2 separate regions of the Mus musculus genome follow, and region 1 is linked to region 2. A link is a contact called in public promoter capture Hi-C data. All regions are on one chromosome and are shown on one strand. Each heading gives the region's core, a stretch centred on a gene start, on an enhancer-like site or on the middle of the called end of the contact. The rest is flanking DNA. Distances are from core to core; before and after follow the strand shown. Region 1 holds the start of Saysd1 (SAYSVFN motif domain containing 1). Region 2 overlaps Gm29899 (a long non-coding RNA gene).

Region 1 (5,953 bases), core at 568-3,067, 340 kb before region 2:
CTACCCATTCTGTGATCCTTCACGGGCAACCTTGGCTCATCCTGTTATTCCAGCTCCAGGTGCTGGCAAGATGGCCTCTGAATCATCCCTATTGGTTCACTTAGTTCTGCCAGGCCTCCTCTCTTACCCTTCTGAAGGCACCGCATTTACCAGGGACACTGATCACCACAGGCCACAGATGGCCATGCATTATTTCTATGCGCCTTCCCTGTGTGCTCTAAGGTTTTAGTGTTGTCGGGTGACAAATGCAATGAACAAAAAGGATTTGCAGTCTCTAAGGGGAAACAGGCCTATGACTGATGAGAAAGAGATTTTCATAGCTTCTCAACATGACACTGCCATAGAAACTCCACTTTGGGAGTAGGAGAAATGGCTCAGCAGTTAAGAATGCTTCCCCAGCTACTGCCTGGAACTCCAGCTCCAGGGGACTCAACACCCTCTTCTGGTTTCCACAAGCAACTGCACTGACATACAGACCACACACACACACACACACACATTACACAAAAGAACAAACCAAAAAAAAAAAAAAAACCCAAAACCCAAAACAAAAAACCCAAAACAACAAAAAAATCTTTCCAATTAGAATGTAGAAAGCAAAGGTCTTTATTTCATTTGTGATCCCTGCCTCCTGCTCTCAATCCTTAATGTTTGGTGCCGAACTCAACACATAGCCCTAGACAAACATTTGTTAAATGAATATTTTCTAGCTTTTTGACTCGAACTCAGTAGTATCCAACAAGTATTTGAGACTCAATTCTGCAAGTGCTACTTAGCTAAATCCTTGGTACTTAGCTTGGAGCTTTAAAAATCTGTAAAACTGTAAGATCTAAAATTTTAATTTTTGGGTAAATACTAATTGCAAGAAAGGATAAGAACACCCAGAGTTCTAGAAATGTTCTTTACTGGATGGTAGTTACACACTATAGTTACGATTTATAGATTTTATATATTTTTAGTATGTTTTGGTCATATGCATTCTCCTCCTCTAACTCCTCCAACATTGACCCCTCTCGCACCTTGTCCTCTTTTTCACTTTTTAAGAAGTCCACAAATTCCCATTCATGGGTATGGAGCAATCCACCAGGATCTACCAGGGCTTACATGAAACTGACTCTCTACCCCGCCCGAAATCATCACCCATAAGTAGCTCCCCAGTTAGGAGTGGGGGCTTGCGAAGGTTGGGTCGTTTGGTTTTGTGCAGGCAAACACGCTGCTGGGAGTTCAAGAGTGGCCCTGTGATGGCCATAAGACAGTTTCAGTCTGGCTTCCTCCTATCCTTAGCTTTTAAAGTCTTTTGACAACCCCCCCCCCCAGGTTTGTGTATTTAAGTTTTTCCTCAGTAAGTTCGTTTGTTTTACATTTCTTGTCTAGTCAATGCATCTTTCTAGTGTAGCAAGCAAACTAAATGCTAAGAAAATGGAGGTGTGAACACCTTCAGCGAGACTGATAGACTGCAGTAAGAGTTAGAAGGTAGGACGCATCCTGCCTTTCTGACACGGGAAACTTCCCAGAGATCACAGGTCTCCTCCCGCGTCCCGAGACGCTTTTTCTGCGGTGCTGACCACTGGCTTCCCCGCATGCGTTCTTCCCTGAACCTGAGGTGAGGAGCAAACACGTCAGAACTGAGTTCTGCGGCCCGGGCAAGAGCCGGAACATCTGACGGTTCTCATACTTTAAACGCAACCTTTTAGCCGGAGGAGATGGGACACTCAGTTCACTCTCCTCTCGAGAACCGAGGACCGCTCCAGGTACAGGAGGGTCACCAGACGTCACAAAGCCTTGGAAAATTCCGACCCGGGCTCATGCAACGCGCAGGCGCAACAGAGGGCCACGTGCGCAGGCGCACGGCGGCCGAGGACAGGCCTGGACACACACCGGCGAGCGGGCGGCTGCGCACCATGGAACAGCGGTTAGCCGAGTTCCGGGAGGCCCGCAAACGGGCCAGTCTGGTAGCCCAGCCTTCCACGTCCAGTCAGAGCGTACAGACCTCGGGAGCGAAGGCGGAGCCAGCGGCGGCGACCCCAAAGACAGCCACGGGCTGGCTGACACGCTTCCTGAAACGGAAAGCCAACCCCGCCATCGCTCAGGCTCAGCCCAACCAGCCTCAGGTGAGGAGAGAGGCCTGCACCTTGAAGCTCCGCCTCCGCGCGGGGGCCACGCCCCTGCCTGCCCAAGCCACACCCAGGATATCTGGCTCTTCCTTGTCCTGTGCGCTCTCTCCTCGCCTGCCTCGTGGCTGGACACCGCATTTCCGCTCTGTGTATCAGCACATGATACGTGGCCTTGACGTTTTCCATCCCAGACAATCCTATGCAGCAACTAGTTGAAAACAAAGCGAAGCTCTAGGGAGCTTGAAGAAACATCTCTGCTCTCCAGTTGTTCACTGCGAGTTAATGACAGAGATTCGTGGCTTTGAGAAACTGATAAGTTATTTCTCCACTGGTGAAGTAAGCCAATTCAAGCCAGATTAGTATATATATAGGTTTATCGGGAAGCTGCTTTTGTGCCGATGAGTTCACTGGCCCTAGGAAGGAGGCCAGGGAAGTCGCCATGAGAAGGGAGACAGAGGGGAGGGAGAAGAGAAAGAGAGAAGGAAAAGGAAGAAGAGGAAGAGAGAAAACCAACCAAACAAAAAAAAGTCTGGGTTATATAGTAAAGAGCCTGTGGGCTGGAAAGTTCAGGGTTGGGGGTAGGGTATGCTAGGTAGGGACTGAGAGATGCTTGGAGAACCTGGAGGCCAGGTCTGCTTGGTGTGTAAAATATACACCTCAGCACCTTGTCCTGGGGTCTGAAACCACTGAGCTGCATCCACTGCTAGTGAGGGGGTAAAGGCCTTACTGGTTATGGCTCAGAGGTGGCAGTAATTAAGGCTGCACTTTATTCACACCTTGGGTAGAGGAAGCCAGTGTCTCGGGTAGCTTGTACTTTAGAAATGGGATTTGGACCAGGAAACAAAAAGAGGTTTGAGACTATGGCCATACTGTTCTGAATGCAGCTTGATTTCTGAAGCTAAGCAAGGTCTGGCCTGTGCAAAACGGGGTTTGACTATGGAAGTGTGGCCACTGTAACTGCCTAGAGTGATGTGCATGGGCTTATAGGCCCCTCTTGGACTAGAGAAGGGTATTCAAGTTCAACTGTGAGTGATCTAGGTAGAAATAATTTGGACAAGTATGATAGCCCATTCGAATCTCATTGTGGCTTCATATAGTTCCACACAGGAGTATCCTGGCAAAGGTACTTGCCTGTGAGGTTGGAATCCCTGGGTGGAAATATGAAACACTCCAAGGAGGAAATTTGTGTCCTGGTTTGGTTTTTGTTATTTTGATAAACACCATAACCAAAGCCATGTGGGGAGGAAGGGGCTTATTTTAGCTTACAGGCCATGGACTTGCCTACTGGCACTCTCATTTCTCAATTGAGATTCCCTCTTCCCAGAAGACTCTAGTTTGGGTCAAATTGACAAGAAATGAACCAGCACACTACGCTTTTCAGCAGTCACAGGGCCTTAGTTTCTTGTAACCATAACAAGAGCCAAATACATACATAGGGCTGGGTCTGTAAGAAGTCAAATGAGGAAAACAGAGAATAGACCCAGTCTGACCTCTACACAAAGCAGACTTTTATTGCTCTGAGAGGCTGGCACACCCAAACCCTGCTGATCAGTACCTGAGGGTACAGGAGAACGTGCCATGTAGGATCAGGGACTGGGAGAGCATGGCTTTGCCAGACCCAGAAACTGCTTTTCTGGGTAAACTGCTTTTTGAAATAAGTGTGGGGGATGAATCTGTTTGTTTAACCTCTGGGCAGCAGGTGAAAGATAAGTCAGTTTGCCTTTTTTGGTTTACCTCCAGAGTTCCAGTACATGTTAATGGGGGTGGACTGCTTTCTGGAGAATATGGGTGGCAGGCATTTTGGAGTCTTTGCCCTGTTTTATGGCCTTGTCTAGGGGTGGGGATTTCCTTAGTAAGGAAGGACTGTAATCCTAGCTCCTTAGGAGGCTATGGCAGGGGATTGTGAATTCAAGGCTCGACTTTGACCCTGTTTCAAAATTTAAAAGAAAGTTTTAAGAGCTGGAGTCGTAGATCAGGGCCAGAGTTGTTCTTTTGCATGTATGATGTACTGGGTTTGATCTCCAGCACCGCCAAAAAGGTAATGGGAACATGAACAAACAAGTGCAGGGGTATAAATCAGTGGCAAAGGACTTGACTAACATGTTCACTTCCCTAGGTTCCATCCTCAGGACTGCCTCCCAATAAGATGGCTGAGTAGTGGTGCATGCCTGTAATCATAGCACTTAGGAGTCTGAGGGAGGCAGGTTGTGAACTTGAAGCTGGACTGCTACATAAGGAAGAAACCATGTTGAAAACAAAGACCCCACTCTACCCCCAAATCACGTTATACCAGAATGGCTAATCTTGCTCACATTAAAATCATTTAAGTTGATCTATTACATGAGGGGGTCCCTGCTCCCTGCAGGTTTCAAGGAACCACAAAGAGGTGAGAATGAAAACTTGATTCAGATTGATTTCATTGACCTGGAGCAGACTTCAGAGAGTCTGATGCCAGGCCATATAGTATGGGCATGCATATTTAAACACAATAGAATTTGAAAAAGGATTTCTAAGAGGTAAGTCTAGATGTACAATAAAGCTTCAGGTGCCACTACATAGAAGTTCCTTTGCAAAGTACATGTGACCTTGAAGATGGGCTCTCTAGCTTAATGGCCTAACATCTGGTGTGGCCTCTGATCAAGTAGCATAGAGGTCAGCAGACTATAAAGTACATGTGATATCTCCTCTAAGAATGGGAGCTAAAGATAAAGGTCTAGGGAGGGAGAGTCTGGAAGAATCATTCTGGGGTTTGGGTGAGGTCTGTCTCTATAGATAGCAGAAGATCACCAGGTCATTAACAAATTCCAGTCTCAAATTTCCTCCACTGAGGAGACACCCCTGCGTGTTTAACATTCCTGGTTTCCCAATGCCTCCTGTCCCCCAAACTACACAGTATCTAGTTTAAGGAATTTTCTTTTCATTAGGAAGAGGATATGGTTGCTCAGTTTGACTCTATAGTTCTCTCTGCAGTATTCAGGTTTCCCACTTGCAGACACTCTGCCATCCATTTCCTTCAGTACTGTTTGTATAACTCGGTTGTCTTTGGATAACGATTGATTAGGCATCAGCAAACAGAGGCTTGAGAACACAGCCTCCCTCTTGTCTTCCCCTTCTCTCCCCTGCTCCAGTTAAAAACCTACTATGTCTAACCACATAAAGTGCTTTTGATTGTATGTCTCATTTCCAAAGGAATATGAAGTCTCTGAGTTGAGTCCAGAGAAGCTCAAACTCAAGTTTCCTTTATAAAATCCCAGAGATTAATGAGAGGAAATGCTGGGGTGAGACTGCACTAACTATTCTGCCTTTCTAAAGAAACTTGGCTTTAGGTTTATTTTCACTGACTATTATCCTTCCTGGGGTTGCCCTGGTATAAAAATTCTTCTTTTATTTTTTGGTATTCTTTGGAGATATTATTCATCTCCCTCTGCCCAAAGTTTTCTTAGAGGAAACTAGTCTGGCAAATGATGATATTCTGTCACATTGTGGTTAAAAGGTTTATAACTGTTTAATCCTATGGGAACTTGCTCCCTCTTTCTGACTCTATTCTAGGCAAGCCTCTAGTACTTTCAGCCCTAGGGCTTCGTTCTCCATCCTGGTCTACAACTCTGGATCTCTCAACCTTGGCTCAAAGGGCCCTACCGCTCAAATGTTTTTCTTTGAGGACCTGAGTTCAATCCGAAACACCGACATTAAAAAGCCAAACTTGGTGAATCATAATCTGCTCTGAGGAGGCAGAGATAGGAGGATTCCTTGAGTTCCATGGAGAGCCAGTCTATCCTAATTGGTGATATCCAGGTTCAGTGAGAGACCCTGTATCCAAAATAAATGTGGGAAGCAAC
Region 2 (5,213 bases), core at 273-2,772:
GTGTCACAGCTATCCATTCACCAGTTGAAGGATATGGCTGTGAATAAATGAGCTACAAATATTTGTGTGTGATTTTTATATGAAAATAAGTGCCTCCCTTTTTCTATAACTGGAGCTGTTGGGTCATTTACCAAGTGTGTGTTTAACTTATTAACAGTGCTTGCCCGCACCCCTGAGTGGCTGTGCCCCTTGCAGCCTCCAGTGATGTGTAAATGATTTAATCTTGCTGCGTCTGCTCCAGCATTCGGTGTGGTTGCTGCTTTATCCTCCTGCAGCCATGCAATCAGGATCGTTGGCACAAAACAGTATTATGTTATAGTTTTAACTTGTATTGTTCTAACTGTAACAACTAGTCATTATTTGATGTTGAGACCGTTACCTCTACATCCAGATGTTTGACATAGTGATGATTTTATTTCAGAGATGATACATGCTTGTTATTAAAAATAAAAACGATAACGGATTGTGAAGATTGGTGACACATGCCTTTAATTTCAGCACTGGGGAAACTGAGGCCCAAGAATTAAGAGTTTGAGTCCAGCGTGGGATGAAAGTGAGTTCGTGATGGCCCAGGAGACACTTTCTTGAAATTGAAAAGTCATAATTTGACAATTCCATGTTCCAAAATAATAACAATAGTACTTCTAGTATAAACTAGTAAAATTTGGGGTAAAATCTACTAGTATGGTTTAGTAATCTTAATCTTAGACCTCTGTGTTTGCTTGACTTGAAATAAAGGGAAAATGCCATCATGCTTTAAAAGTTCCTTTTATGCAGAGATAAGCACAGTTAATTGTACATTTGTTGTAAAAGATGAAATTACATATTTCATGCTTTGAGCATGTAGCAGTTATTTTAGTAACATATGATTAATTGAATTCTGCAGAGACATGAAACAAGGTCTAGTTGACTTCATGGTGATGCCTGAGGAAACTGAGTCTGGATAGTTGCAGTACCATAAGGGTGAGCAAGACGACCAAGAAATGCATGATGCTGTGTTGTTGCTTCCCTAGGCTTTCCCACATTAAGTAAGCTGATTCCAATGTGGAGCCACAATAATCTCATTAAAAGGCAATTCTTACTGCATCAGTCACTCCCACTAGCTTGTATAATATCCTCTGGGAAGCTCAAGTCCCACCAGTGTCCTCTTTTTTATTTATTTGATTTATGTCTAGTGACTTAACCTCAGACCCTGGTGTTTACTTAACTTGAAAGAAATAAAGGGAAGATCCAGTCATGCTTAGTGTTCCTTTCAGCCATAGATAGGCACACTTAGTCCTAGAAGGGCTACAGAGATGTAGAAAGAAGATGGACATTCTCTCCCTCTCCCCTTCCCCCCTCCCCCCTCCCCCTCCCCCTCTCTCCCCCAAGAGTATTTAATGTTTTGGTTGTCTAAGCAAATCTCTTGCAGCTGCAGCTGTTCAGTTCTCTGTTCGTGCCAAGGACCCTTTGTTTATAGTAAGTGCACCCAAGGAATTCTTCTTACACAAGTTGCACTACTTAAGCTTTTTTGCAAGTCTCAGACTTTATCACATCCACAGGGAAGCAGAGCCAGGCTCTTCTTTCTCAACATTCTTTCTGGTCAGAGCAGAATGAAGAGGATTTGATTTCGTGCACAGCAATTCTCAACCTAAGCCTGCTTGTGGTTTCCTCGGGCCTGTTTCTGAACGCACCCAACCCCATGCTGGATGAGGACCCTCAGAGGGGCCTGGGCAATGATGTTTAGTCCATCTGTTGAAGCTTTAAAGTCAGGAGAAATAAAAAAGCCAAAGAAACAGGAGAAATAACTGCAAAGACTGCAGAGGGACAGGAGGAGTGCCAGGCTCATGAGCCACTCAGGACCTCTCAGCACTGTGGGAACAACTAGTTGACACATTTACTCCCCCACCCTTGTTTTTGAACAAACAAACAAAGTCTTGCTATATAGCCTGGGCTAGCCTCAAACTCTTTATCTCCCATCTTTAGCCTCTCAAGTTCTGTGGCTAGAGGAATGCATCACCACACCTCTATTGTAGACCACAGGCATGCCTTTCCTTCCTTGTCTTTTCTTAGTGTGTGGGGTAAGTATGGGGCTGTGTGTGACTGTATGTGTGCCTGCCTGCCACCTCTCTCTCCTGGGAAAGGATCTCTCACTGGCCTAGAGTTCATAGCCTTGCTGGCTGCCAGTGAGTCTATCTTTTCAGTACTGGAATTTCAATCACAGGCCAGCACACCTGTTTGCCACTCTCCCTCCCTCCCTCCCTCCCTCCCTCCCTCCCTCCCTCCCTCCCTCCCTCCCTCCCTCCCTCTTTTCCTTTCTTTTTCTTATCTCTCTAGCCCCTAGACATACTTTTGTTTGTTTGTTTGTTTTTCTTTTTCTTTCTTCCTTTTTTTTTTTTTTTTTTTGGTTTTTCCAGACAGGGTTTCTCTGTGTAGTCCTGGCAGTCCTGGAACTCACTCTGTAGATCAGGCTGGCCTCGAATTCAGAAATCTGTCTGCCTCCCAAGTGCTGGGATTAAAGGCATGTGCCACCACTGCCTGGCTCCTAGACATGCTTTTAAGGCCCATGAATTTTGTTTAAAAATTAGTTATAGGGTCTGGGGAGGTGGCTCAGCAGAGAAGAACACTTGTGGTTTTAGAACCATCCCCAACTCCAGTTTCTGTGAACCAGACTCCCCCTTCTGGGCTCCCACAGGCCCCTGGCACACATGTATGCACATACAGGCAAAATATACACATAAAATGAGATAAATAAATCTAAAAATACTTTTCAAAAATTGATTATCACAAGCTGGATATGCTGGTGCATGCTTTTAATCCCAGCAGTCAGGAGGCAGAGGCAGAGGCAGAGGCAGAGGCAGAGGCAGAGGCAGAGGCAGAGGCAGAGGCAGAGGCAGAGGCAGAGGCAGAGGCAGAGGCAGAGGCAGAGGCAGAGGCAGAGGCAGAGGCAGAGGCAGAGGCAGAGGCAGAGGCAGAGGCAGAGGCAGAGGCAGAGGCAGAGGAGGCAGAGGCAGAGGGATTTCTGTGAGTTTGAGGTCAGTGTGGTCTACATAGTGAATTCCAGGACAGCCAGGGCTACATAGTGAAGCCTTGTCTCAAAATTAATTAATTTAAAAAAATTGTTATCTTTTTTTTGACCAAAGACTCAAAATGGCATTGTTTCAGAGATGAAGCTTCTGGTAGCAGACTGTGGACTCAATTCTAGACATCTGTTTCTCCATCAGAACTGCCTTATTAAAATGTCTAAAATTTTGTTTGATTTTGAGTTTTGGTTAGGTTTTGATTTTGGTTTGGCTTTTAATGAGATAGGGTTTCTCTATGTAGCCCTAACTATCCTGGAACTCTATAGACCATGATGGCCTCAAACTCTGAGATCTGCCTGACTCTGCCTCCCAAGTGCTGGGGTTAAAGTTGTACATCATCACACCCATGGAAAGTTCAGATTTAAAAAAATGTAAACACAGCCAATATCTTGATGTTTACAATGTCTGCTATCACCAGTTCAGGTAACCAACGTTTGGTATCATATAGGGAAAATAACATCTGTCCCATAGCACTTGTGTAAAACTGCTTCTTGCCAGTCTTCATTAACTTCTCAATGCCTTCTCTAAAGGTCACCTGCAAGGTGCAAGAGTCTGGTCTAGCCTTAGTCTAGACACACTTCACTTGTATTCTGTGTGATCTTCACCAAACCATTTAAATTCTCCAGACCTCTAAATTAATTTTTAAGGAAGTAAGGAAAACAGTAGTGTCTCCTTGAAATGGTTATGGGCAAGTTGAGTTAGAAACACCGTGTAAACCTCCAGGGTAGTGCCTGGCTGGGTTCCTCCAATGGTTGTTCTGGGATGGACCTCTGTGGGAATGACTGCTGGAGAACAGAGGGTCAGGTGACAAAACAAGTGTGCTAGGCTCCTCAGGGTATTTGATGGCATTAGTACATACAAGGCGATCTTGGTGAGCTGACGATGACAACTGATGCCAGAAAGAATAGATGTGGTAGATTTCTTAACAAGTTTGTTCAGTGCAATCAAGTTGGCAGCTTGCGACTAGCCATGGTGGGGATATTTATATCATGAGAACCACAAACACTATGAAACAGCGTCTTTTCCCTACCAGAACCCCAGGTGGTAAACCCGTAGCAGATCACACTGGCAGGCTGGAAGCAGACACCTACACTGGCATCCCAGCTCCGTGCCTCATCAGCTCTTAAATCTAAAACCAAAACTTCTTGAGCTGGCGCTCACCCAGTGTTTAGCAACAATAAAAGATATGTGTCGTGCTGGCAAGAGTAAGGAGTACCCAGCAAAGCGCCTGGGCTCAGAGCTAAGACTGTTGTGTGCTTTGAACTACAGAGCTTTTCCTATAGTTCTCTGCTTTCCTAGCAACACAGTCGTCTCACTTCAGAAGACAAAGACTTCCAGTGTTATCTGACCATTATGCCTCTCAGCATGTAAATGTCAAATCCATACAGCTCTGGGTTTCATTATGTTGAAATGTTTGGCTTCAAAAATTGCTCTTTGAATTGCTGACTTAACTTTCCTAAGAACAAACACGTAATGAATTTCCAACAATTTCTGAAATTGCTGTCAATATACCTTTGTCACTGTCTGCTAAGTATTTATTTATTCTTAGAATTATAAAGTCAAAATCAATCAATTCTAAAATGTAGAAATAATGAAAAATACTGTCCCACAATATTAAATATTTACCTAAGATTTAATTTTTTACGTATAAATAAATAAGCATATTTCATTAGCATGCAAATTTGTTTTTCTTTAATAAATGATGAAAATACCAAAGCATTACTTTAAAATGAATTATGATTCATTATCAGTAAATAGTTGATGTGTATGACTATTTTATATACCTGTATGTCCAGATTCATGTAAAAATTTCTCAAATGAAAAGGGTTGTAAGAGGAAAAGTTTAAGAATCCCTGCTTTTGGACTGGAGAGATGGCTCAGTGGTTAAGAGCACTTACTGCTCTTCCAGAGGACCCAGGTTCAATTTCCAATACCTACATGGCAGATCAACAGTGTCTGTAACTCCAGGATCTGGTATCTCACACAGACATACATGTAGACCAAACACCAATGCATGTAAAAAGAAATAAAAAGTAAATAAATTGTTAAAAAGAAAGAAAAGAATCCCTTCCCTACAGCTCCCTCAGGCAGCTGAGCCTCCAGCTTCTTGCCTGTACTTGAGAAACACATATGTAAGGGGAAGGACTGTCA

Evidence for each region. Promoter capture Hi-C pulls out the DNA fragments that hold promoters and counts their contacts.
Region 1: a contact with region 2 is called in a promoter capture Hi-C map of cranial neural crest. The contact joins the promoter of Saysd1 here to the enhancer-like site in region 2. A contact is called at or near these places in 11 of 39 promoter capture datasets (the HPC-7 cell line, cranial neural crest, embryonic stem cells and 6 more), 12 of 115 datasets of contacts at active chromatin or transcription factors (bone marrow-derived dendritic cells, embryonic hindbrain, embryonic limb bud and 7 more) and 3 of 9 other capture datasets (adipose tissue, embryonic stem cells and liver).

What each region holds. Positions count from the first base shown.
Region 1 is chr14:20,079,036-20,084,988 of GRCm38.p6, reverse strand. It overlaps Saysd1 (SAYSVFN motif domain containing 1), which reads left to right and starts at 1,817. Exons shown (of 2, transcript NM_026209.1): 1 at 1,817-2,111. The coding sequence starts at 1,902.
Region 2 is chr14:19,734,595-19,739,807 of GRCm38.p6, reverse strand. All of the region lies in intron 3 of Gm29899 (a long non-coding RNA gene), which reads right to left. Among named protein-coding and RNA genes, the nearest start is that of Nid2, 14 kb to the left of the region's middle. Within about 2 kb of position 1,522, at least 61 of the 459 cell types and tissues checked have an H3K27ac peak or open chromatin away from gene starts, as enhancers often do. A contact at or near this core is called in stem cell-derived neural progenitor cells, where this site is marked.